Linked DNA regions of Mus musculus: all the other regions are linked to region 1. The links are chromatin contacts, called in public Hi-C and promoter capture Hi-C maps. All regions are on one chromosome and are shown on one strand. The core of a region is the stretch at or near the end of the contact, and the rest is flanking DNA. Distances in the headings are between cores, read along the strand shown. Region 1 holds the start of Cyp26a1 (cytochrome P450, family 26, subfamily a, polypeptide 1). Region 2 overlaps Exoc6 (exocyst complex component 6). Region 3 overlaps Exoc6 (exocyst complex component 6).

The links. Promoter capture Hi-C pulls out the DNA fragments that hold promoters and counts their contacts. Hi-C and Micro-C count contacts between places; a contact is called where the count stands out from the background.
Region 2: a contact with region 1 is called in a Hi-C map of pro-B cells, with 2.9 times the contacts expected there. A contact is called at or near these places in 16 of 39 promoter capture datasets (the 3T3-L1 cell line, the C10 cell line, the HPC-7 cell line and 10 more), 43 of 484 Hi-C or Micro-C datasets (B cells, the Ba/F3 cell line, the CH12 cell line and 21 more), 12 of 130 datasets of targeted methods (astrocytes, embryonic stem cells, extraembryonic endoderm stem cells and 4 more) and 1 of 9 other capture datasets (embryonic stem cells).
Region 3: a contact with region 1 is called in a promoter capture Hi-C map of trophoblast stem cells, with 4 times the contacts expected there. A contact is called at or near these places in 16 of 39 promoter capture datasets (the 3T3-L1 cell line, 3T3-L1-derived adipocytes, the HPC-7 cell line and 12 more), 23 of 484 Hi-C or Micro-C datasets (the BV-2 cell line, the C2C12 cell line, the F1.1 cell line and 17 more), 6 of 130 datasets of targeted methods (craniofacial prominence, differentiating embryonic stem cells, embryonic forebrain and 2 more) and 1 of 9 other capture datasets (adipose tissue).

What each region holds. Positions count from the first base shown.
Region 1 is chr19:37,696,119-37,699,453 of GRCm38.p6, reverse strand. It overlaps Cyp26a1 (cytochrome P450, family 26, subfamily a, polypeptide 1), which reads right to left and starts at 1,646. Exons shown (of 7, transcript NM_007811.2): 1 at 1,356-1,646; 2 at 939-1,163; 3 at 383-673; 4 at 145-303. The coding sequence starts at 1,544. It overlaps Gm32342 (a long non-coding RNA gene), which reads left to right and starts at 1,908. Exons shown (of 3, transcript XR_003952929.1): 1 at 1,908-2,294; 2 at 2,591-2,726.
Region 2 is chr19:37,578,183-37,581,517 of GRCm38.p6, reverse strand. It overlaps Exoc6 (exocyst complex component 6), which reads right to left. Exons shown (of 22, transcript NM_175353.2): 7 at 2,943-3,098. Among named protein-coding and RNA genes, the nearest start is that of Exoc6, 29 kb to the right of the region's middle.
Region 3 is chr19:37,600,930-37,604,264 of GRCm38.p6, reverse strand. All of the region lies in intron 17 of Exoc6 (exocyst complex component 6), which reads right to left. Among named protein-coding and RNA genes, the nearest start is that of Exoc6, 52 kb to the right of the region's middle.

The sequences.
Region 1 (3,335 bases), core at 397-2,896:
CAGGTTGAAAAGCTCTAGACCTAGCATCGCCGCCCACTTGGAAGTAGCTGGGGCCTTGACAGGGCTTTGGAGACCCCCAGAAAGTGTGTCTGGAAAGTCAGAGGCACTCCCCGGCCCTTGGCACCTTTTGAAATTGCTTCTCACCTGCATATCCAGCCTCTCTCCCCTCTCCCACGAGTGCTCAATCAGGAGCTGCAGCGCGTCCTTGCAACCCCCATCCGGCTCTGTAGCCTGAAGCCGGCGGATCTTGGCGCGAATGTTCTCCTCGATGCGCGCGTGTATAAGGTTCCGCGCCTTCACGCCCTGAGCGCGGAGAGAGCGTGGCGGTGAGCGGATGCCCGAGCTTGCGTTCCCCTACTCCGACTCCGCAAACCGCCCTTACCCGGTACAGGCCGCTAAAGGGCACGTCAATGGGAAGAGAGAAGAGATTGCGGGTCATCTCCTCGAAAGCCTCCACGAGCTGCTGCTCGTCCTCCCCGCCGCCCGCTGGACCCGGCTCGCAGCCCAGCAGGATGCGCATGGCGATGCGGAACATGAGGCGCTTCACCTCGGGGTAGACCAGGAGGCCGCGCTCGCCGCAGCTTAGCCACTGCTCCAGACAACTGCTGACTTCCTCAGCGATCACGGGCACGTAGCACTGGAGTGCCTCGCGGCTGAAGGCCTGCATAATCACCTGAGCACCCCCCAGGAGCAGAGAGTGTTACAATCCTCTACTTTCCCTCAGCCCCCCCCCCTTCGCCTTTCCGAGTACCCTTTCAAGAATTTCAGTCCCCCCAGGACTAACCCACGTGCTAGCAGAAAAGCTAAAGTGGATCTCAGATAGAGAGGGTCCTGGTCCCCACCACATAGGACTAGCCCTCGCCCCGCATCTATTTGCCTGAACCAAGCCATAGGATGAGGTCTCCCTGCCAGCCAAGGAGTTGCCAGCTCACCCTCACCTTCTTTCGCTGCTTGTGCGAGGAATCGTGCAGGTTGGAGAGGCAGCCAGCGCCCAGGATGGTGCGCACCGACGCGGGCCAGTGCACCGACACCAACCGGTGCTCTCCCAGCAAGATGCGCCGCACATTATCCGCGCCCATCACCCGCACCGTGGGCCGCCCAAACAGATGCGTCTTGTAGATGAAGCCGTATTTCCTGCGCTTCATCTGCAGAAACTTCCTCCGCTGAGAGGGAGGTGGAGGAGAGAGACCCGCAACCCGCATGAGGGGGCGCCGGGGAGCATCTGGTCTCCGTCTAGCCCCTCTTCCAAGCCGTGGTCGCCTCCCTCGCGAGGACACTTATCCCACCTTCAGCCCAGGCCCAGAGCTGAGGCGGACTCCGGGGGAAGCGTCAGGTCCCTTCCCGAGCTCCCTTACCTGAAGCACCATCTGCAATGTTTCCCCAAAGAATGGGAAGCCCATGGTACCGGGGGGCAAGGGGAGGGCGCAGCTGCGATCGCGGCTGCTCACACAGTACAGGTCCCAGAGCTTGAGCGCCGCCAGGAAGAGCAGCAGCGGCAGCACGAAGGTGCAGAGCGCACTGGCCAGCAGCGCCGGGAGCCCCATGGCACGCTTCAGCCTCCCGCGCCACCTGCCGCCGCCGCCCTAGCTCCGAACCCCGCCGCGCGCCCTCTTTATAAGGCCGCCCAGGTTACTGCCCACGTTACCTTGGTCAGACAAATTAGTTCACCCAAAGTTCATCTTTAATTGCGGATCGGGCCCCTGGCTCCTCCCCCCTCGAGGCGCTGCCCAAAAAAATCTTTAACCGTTTGTTCCGCGCCGAGGCAGAGGCGGCGCACTGGCGGCTTCCCTCTGAGCGCGCCTCCTGGGGGTGCGGGACTAGGAACACCTCTTTCCTTGTCCTAGGTGTGCAGAGCTCCGAGTTACCACGGTGCGGCTTCGGGCGGGGGAGGGGGCGGGGGGAGTGGGTTGTGGATCGGGGTTCCAAGAAGTGGGAATTTGGAGTCCTGGGTTTCCTAGCTGTCTCTCTGCTGTCCCTCGAGCCGGGTCGAACCAGCTGCCCGAGCCCGAAGCCTTCCCAGCTCACCATTCACAGGCGCCTCGTGGGCTCTTTTCCATTGGCTTGGAAAGCGCGTTCAAGAATCATCGTTCAATGGACTTGACCCACCGGTTGAGTAAATGAGATTCCAAACGCTTCCTGATCTGGGAGGATCCCAAGAAGATCCCAGGGCGAGGGTCCTAGCCGGTCTCGGAGGTCAAGTATGACTGGCGGATCGTGGACGCTAGCTTTCCAGGGCCCCACAGGCGAGCCAGCGCATGAAGACTTGGAAAATCCTGCTTTCGAGTTCAAAGCAAGTAAGCCTCCAGGTCTCTGGGACCCCCAGGTGCAGCCTTGCACATGCCTGACTCCCTTCTCTAAGCCCTGGTGGGGTACTAAGGAGACCAGAGGCTCCAAAGTCAACCTCCACTGTAGTAATACCGCCAAGCCGGCCCAATTCCTATAGCCCTGGGGCTTGCAACCTCAGCCAAGCGGCCGGGAAGAGGGCCCCCAGTCCAGGCAGATATGGGGAGGAATACAGGGAGGAAACCCCCCTTTCCACCTTGGCTCGCCTGTATCTTGGGTGAGTCACCAGGCTGTCTGTTTCTCTTAGGACAAAGTTGATCGTTTCCACTTCGTCTACACCACAAGGCAGCTGTGAGTTCGCTAATAGAGTGGTCTGGTTTCAGGGTTCTAGAACCTTCCCTCTACTCTCCCAGATCCCATCCACTGTAAAGCCACGGAGCCTGGTAAGAGGGTTGTTTGGACCTATGCTTCTGGCACAGGCCATTGGGAACGTTATGGGAATCCACTGGGGGTTGACTGTGAAACTTCAATCGTCAGCTCCTTCAGTCAATAACTAACGGGCACAGGGGAACTGCGTGGTGCGTGTGCGCGCGCGCGCGCGCGCGCACACACACACACACACACACACACACAAGGCTTCTCATGTCCTCCCGCCACAAAGCTTTGGCCAGTCAGCACCACACATTGCCTTGATTTGGGCACTGAATGCACCAGTGGCGCGGAAAACTAACAGAATGACGTGTGTTTGTTTAGAACTGAACATGGGCTCTAGCGAAAACACACCCGCAGCCCTTGGGAAGAGTCCATTGGGGATGAAAAACTTGCTTTTTGAAAGCTGTTCAATATGTGGTCTCCTGCGGTGGTTCCTAAACGTCTCCCTGGAGTTGGGGGTGTCATAAAATGACCTCAAAGGTCCTGCGGGCAGCACAAACTTAGCAACTCTCTAAGCCGGGATGCCCATGGGTTGTATTTCGGGGACTCAGTGGTTCCCTATAACTATCTCTAACCAGCTTTTCAGAGGCTCTGGGGAGGCGGGCGCTGCCACTGTCATA
Region 2 (3,335 bases), core at 493-2,992, 120 kb after region 1:
AAAAGGAACACATTTCTGTTCTCATAAACCCTGAATAGATTATACTCTTACTTCTTAGGGGAAAACTACAAAACAAAATACAGAACTAGAGAGATCCAAAAGAAGAGGAGACAACCCAAGTGCCCTAAGCCGTGGACTCAGAGCCAGCATATGACTCTAATGCTACCAAAAGTTAGAGATGTGCAAAGCAGGCTGGGGAAACTGAGGTAAGAATGGTCTGCTCCTATCATCCACAACTCCAAAGGAGAAAAGCCCACAGACATCCTCTAAATATAAGAACAAAAACGTCAATTTTATGGAGTATCAACCTAAAAAACAACTACTTATATTTGTCTTCAATGACAACCTATATAAAAAGCAACTTCAGGGCTGGAGAGATGGCTCAGCAGCTAGAGCTCTAACTGTTCTTCCCGAAGTCCTGAGTTCAATTCCCAGCAACCACAACCATCTCACAACCATCTGTAATGGGCATCCAATGCCTTCTTGTGGTGTGTCTGAAGACAACAGTATACTCACATACATGAAATAAATAGATAAATCTTTTTTAAAAAGAAGAAGAAGAGTAGGCTGGTCCTCTTTTAAAAGTTTTTTTTAAAAGTAACTTCAGCAGGTCAGTGATTTCTCAGAATGAAATGCACCATGGGTTGTCCACCTCCCTTAGAAAACATTTTTAGCAGAGCCTTCTACAAGCACCTATCACTGAGCTAACATACGCCCTTAGCTCTACTCCTAAAACCACTCATTTGAAATGAAGGATGGGACCTAGGAGAGATGGCTCAGTGGATAAATTTCTCGCCTTGGCACTCAAGCGTGAAGGCCAGAGTTCAGATCCCCAGCCCCACGTGAATGCCAGATCGGTGTGGCAGCCCTCGTGTAATCCTAGCATTCCTCTCAGAACTAGCTGGCTGCTGAGAAGTTGTGAGTTCAACTGAGAGGCCCTGGCCCAGTGACTACAGCAGACAGCAACCTTCCTGTCTTCAGCCTCAGACCTCCATGCACAGCCAGCTCTAGAGCATCCACAACCATACAGAGACACACACAGATAAATTATAAGGGTGAACACTTCAAGATATTAATAAGAATGCAAGGCAGACTCAACAGATAACTTTGTGGCACAGTGAAAATTTTAAGAAACAATAGAGTGAAAGAATAAATTTGAATAGAAAAATAAAATATTAAAGATAATTTCAAGGTTTCTAAACAGCTGAGGCTTAAAAAAAAAGATAACCATTAACAAGGCTGGAGAGATCCCTCAGTGGTTAAGAGCACTGACTGCTCTTCTAGTGGACCAGGGTTCAATTCCCAGGACCCACATGGCAGTGCACAATGTAACTGCATTTCCAGGGGATCTGAGCTCTTCATACAGATATATATGCAAACAAAACATTGATTCACATAAAATATAAATAAATATATAAATAAAAAATTTAAAAAGATGACAGTTAATCAGAGATACCCCTGATTCTTCACCATACAGAGAACAAAAGGCTGTGGTGTGCTCACCCCTAAATTGGAGATCCTTTCACAGCACTCACCCCAAGGCTCAGGGGTGCTTGTGGAGGAGTGAGTGGAAAGACTGGAAGGGCCAGCGGTGGTAGGTATAGTGTTTGCAGATGTTAACAGGGCAGCCACTTGTACGAACTCACAGCAAGTGTGACAGCCTGCACGAGACCCATGCAAGCTCTAGGCAGACAGAGTGCCAGCATAGGAGGCAGACATGTGATCCACTACTAGCTGAGGAGCTGCTGGCTTAGACAGCTGCTGGGGGAGGGGAAGGCATTCTGCTTGTTTTATTAATGATGTGATCTCTGGTAGGTTAACGCAGGCCAGGGTAGGTCCCATCCCCAGGAATAGCTCTGCAACACAAACTGAATTCAGTGGGGAAAGGAAAGAAAAAGAAGAAGGAAGAGGAGGAGAAAAAGAAAGAAAGAACGAGGGGGAGGAAGGGAGAAGGAAGGAAGGAAGGCAGGCAGGCAGGCAGGCATAACTTCAAAGTCGGTGGGAAGGGACAGGAGAATTGAAAGGGTGTTAAGGGGAGGGGCTGGGTGGTGGGCATGCTCAAAATGCACTCTATGACGTTTTCAAATATTTAGTTAGGAAATTTACAGTTTAACAGAGGCTACAACAGAATTATCCTGTAGCACCTCAATGCAAACTGAAATAAAATGGCCGAGTGTTGGGGAGATAGCTCAGTCCGCAAAGTGCTTACCGCCAAAGCACAGGGAACTGAGTTTGGATCCCCAGAACCCACATAACGCTCAAGGAGTGGCTGAACCCAACTATAATTCCAGCACTGAAGGGGACAAGTGGGTCCCTGGTACTCATTCCCCAGTCAGCCTAGCCAGACAACCTGGGGTGGCCTCAATTAGATGACTCAGTGCTTGTCACACAAGCCTGCACACCTAGGTTTGATCCTGCACACACACACACACACACACACACACACACACATGCACTAAATTTAAATTAAAAAAATATTAAGACAGAGAATAATTAGGAACACACCTGATATTCACCTCTGGCCTCTACATGAACAAACATGCATTCATATCCGTATGTCCCCGTATATCCACGTGCACATTAAACAAACAACGCTACATACATATATGATAATGATATGATATGATAAGTCAGACCAAATAACAGAGTCAAAAAAATTATGAAATAAAAATTTGCCTCAGCTAGTTCACATACCATTACTAACAAGGAGAGAGAGATTAGATTTAGTTTTACTACTAATTATGCCAGACAGCTACGCTCTACTACCTATAAACACATAGTCTGCAGTATATCCTGTTTGTCTATTATTATATAGCCTAATATTTCAGGTCACTCAATGTGCACTGTGGACTGATGAGCATAAATCAATCTGCACATAGAAGATACAGCACTTTAAGGGACAAGAAAGCATTCAATACTAAAGGCAGAAAGAAACCCGGTACCTCCTCGTCGTTCTCCGCCTCCTCTTCAAGTGCATGCTTCGGTATAACATCACTCTTCTCTTCTAGAATCCTGTCATTATTTACATGCATGTTTTTCCCAAACCTCATATTATTTTGCTTCTGCAGAGCAACACTGAAGCTCTTCTGCTGTTGTGCCTATTTTTGGGAGAATAAGATTCATATCATTCCAAAACTGGTACTAGTCAACCCTGATCCAACATTTACTATCTAGCATCCATCCATCCACCCACCTAACTTACGTATCTGATAGACTCTGGCTACCCAGCCTGGCTGAACTGGAATTCACTACGTATCCCAGCCTGGCCACAAACTTGAGATCTTCTGCTTCAGCATCCCAAGTGCTAGGCTTAGAGTTGTGTATCACCAAGTGCA
Region 3 (3,335 bases), core at 520-3,019, 95 kb after region 1:
GCACGGGAACTCAGGAGTCTTTATCCCTGCCTTCTACTCCATCCTCTACACACACTCACACCCCTGCCCATGAGGCCCTTGCTTTCCGGACCTGCCCCTGATGCAGGCGAGAAGGGAAAGGGAGAAGTGCAGCCAAGTTCCCTTTCTTATCCTTGACTGGAAGAGACCAGTGATCTGCCACTAAGCAGTAACGCCATCCGAAAAAGCTTCAAACCCAGTTCGAAGAGGCGCCTCCAAACGAAAATTTTTATTTAAAAAAAAAAATGCTATTCTGGGGCTGGAGAGATGGCTCAGCAGTTAAGAGCACTGACTGTTCTTCCAGAGGTCCTGAGTTCAATTCCCAGCAACTACATGGTGGCTCACAGCCATCTGTAATGGGATCCGATGCCCTCTTCTGCTTTGCCTAAAACCAGCTACAGTGTACTCATACAAAAAAACAAACAAAAACAAAAACAAAATGTGTATATATGTGTATATATATGTATGTGTATGTATATATATACATATATGTGTATATATATGTATACACACACACATATATATGCATATATATATATATATATATATGCTATTCCTTTTTGTTGTTGTTGTTGTTGTTTTTTGTTTTTTGAGACAGGGTTTCTCTGTATAGCTCTGGCTATCCTGGTACCACTCTGTAGACCAGGCTGGCCTCGAATTCAGAAATCCGCCTGCCTCTGCCTCCCGAGTGCTGGGATTAAAGGTGTGTGCCACCACTGTCCAGCTATGCTACTCTTTTAAGAGTCTACTTTAAATCCAGTTTTAAAATTAATGCTGCTTCCCTTTTTTAAAAAAAAAACTTGTAGTTTTATAACAATAAAACAAAGAAGGTTATTAGTTCACATTATCTTGAAAATTTTTAAATATGAGATGATTAAAATATCCACCAAAAGTTAAAGAACTAAATACCTAGACATTTTGAAGCTATGAAGAAAAAAAAATAAGTTTTAATCTGAAGGCAGAAAATACATGAAAATAAATCGCTTACATCCTACTCAAATGAAGTAATGGAGTGTGGTTTCTGGGCTGGGCACAGGGATGCGCACCTTGATGCCAGCATTAGGGCACACACAGCAAGCTGCCAGGGCTACACAGTGAGACCCTGTCTCACATACAAACAGCGTGTGCTTTCTGGACTTAGTGTTCAGAGAAGCGGTGACCAAGATCACTCTAGTTGTTTATTTCACTTCGATTTGGGGACAGGAACTAAGGAAAACTGAAGCACAGAGTATAACAGCTCACCGCTTCTGTCTCTGCTGCCAGCAAGAACTTTGGTGACACTGAGAAACTCTGCTTCTCCTACAATAAGTTAAAACAAACTTTTCTCGCAACTTCTTTTAAATGAAGGGAAAAGCATATTTGAAGATGTTTGTTAACGCCTTCCGCAGAGTGTAATAGCAAGCTGCGTGCTCTGAGTAAAAACTCCTTGACTGCTGGGTAGGGAAGTACAGGAACAGGAAAGACAACATTTGAACGGACGTCTCTAAGCACCAGGGGCTCTCAGCATTTTATAATCCAGACAAGTAAACAACTGCGAAGTACATGTGCCCCTGACCCGGCATGAAATGACACACTATTATATACTCTTCATTAAAATGTAAAGATTCAGCTTATAAAATAATAAGTTCCTCCTTTGCTTGTTAAAGAAACAGTGCCCTCTAGGGGCAGAAACGTAACTAGCATAACATACTGATCTCTACTTCTATGTAAAAAAAAAAAAAAAAAAAAGCTCTCCTACCATTCATTATCAGGGCTTTGCAACCAACCAAAGAAACAGAACGACCCGAGGAACGGTTTAACGCAGTTCCTGCGCCTCCCGGACTGTAAGCACATGCGTTCTGATTAAAAGCTAACCGGTAACAGCTAAACACTGTTAGTAACCAGCTGTGACTCTCTGCACTGTCTATTGTTCCTTCTTCAGCTCACAAGTATGTTTTGGACAACAGTCCTGGCTCCGACCACGGCTACCGGTTGGGCTGGGCTGCCCTAGAGCTAGCTCCAAGGATAGATCCTGAGGGTAAGCTGACTGGTAATTCCCACGTTGCCCGCAGAGGATCTGGATCAGCCAGGGTGTGTGTTTGGAGCAGTGGCCAGGTGGCCACTCTAGTAGCAGGGGAGAGTCTAGAATGGACACTTGGTCACCATGGAGAGTGTGGAGATGAAGCCAAACTTGTGCAGATCGCAGGTAACAGAGGAAGAGATTCTGGGTCCTTGAGGACTGTCTCGCCCCCACAGGCAGCTGAAGTCTGCCCAATCCTTGGACGTTTCTGTCACAATGAGCAAAAATGTTTCCCATCGTTTTAGTTTTCCTGTCGCTTTTTTAGAAATGGGCCTTGATTTGTTGCCTAAATTATTCAATTTCAGGGCTGAAATGATCCTCCTGCCTCAGCATCCAGCACAGTCAGGACCACAGGTACAGTTAGCCCACCCAGACTCATTACTGTTTAAGAAAGCTTGAGTTGTTTTTCTTGTCTTTTTTTTTTTCCCCCTTCTGCTCGGGTCACTAACACAAGTATCTTATTTGAAACACTTTATGAACACTCAGTGACCAAAAAAAAAAAAAGGGTTACATTAATTATAATCATTGAGAACAATGGTTCTCTACCTTTCTAATGCCATGACCCTTAAATACAGCTCCTCATACTGTGGTGACCCCCAACCATAAAACTATTGTGTTGCTACTTCATAACTGTAGTTTTACTACTGCTAAATATATCTGCTAAATATATCTGATACATGAACCCAAAAGGACCCACAGGTTGAGAACCACTGGTTTAGCACAAAGGAGTGAAGCAAGGGTAAAGCTGAAATTGCCACAGCACGTGTCCCCACTGCTAGTTTTTATGTTGACTCAAGAAACAATATGCCATAGACCATTTGATCCGATTCTGAACTTTCTAGCTGGAATTCCAGGGCATACAGCATCCAGTTGATTATCGGATGGCACCACTGATGCTCAAGACAGAGGGAAACAGAGGAAGAGTGCACAACACATCCCGATGTCAGTCATGAGGAAAGTGACAGGGGGATGGGCAGAGAGAGAGGAGCCACTTCAAAGTCATGCATTTTACTGGTCAGTCAGAGCGACAAGATTATGCTCCTTTCCTTAGTTAGCATATATAACGTAATCATTAAAAGGTGACAGACCTCAAATACTTAAAACATTTTGAACAATGCAATAAATCATCTGGAAATCGTGTATTTTATTTTTAATTTTATTTATTTATTTATTTATTGGTTTGTTGTTGTTGTTTTTTGTTTGTTTGGTTGGTTTTTTGTTTTTTTGTTTTGTTTTGTTTTTTTTGAGACAGGGTTTC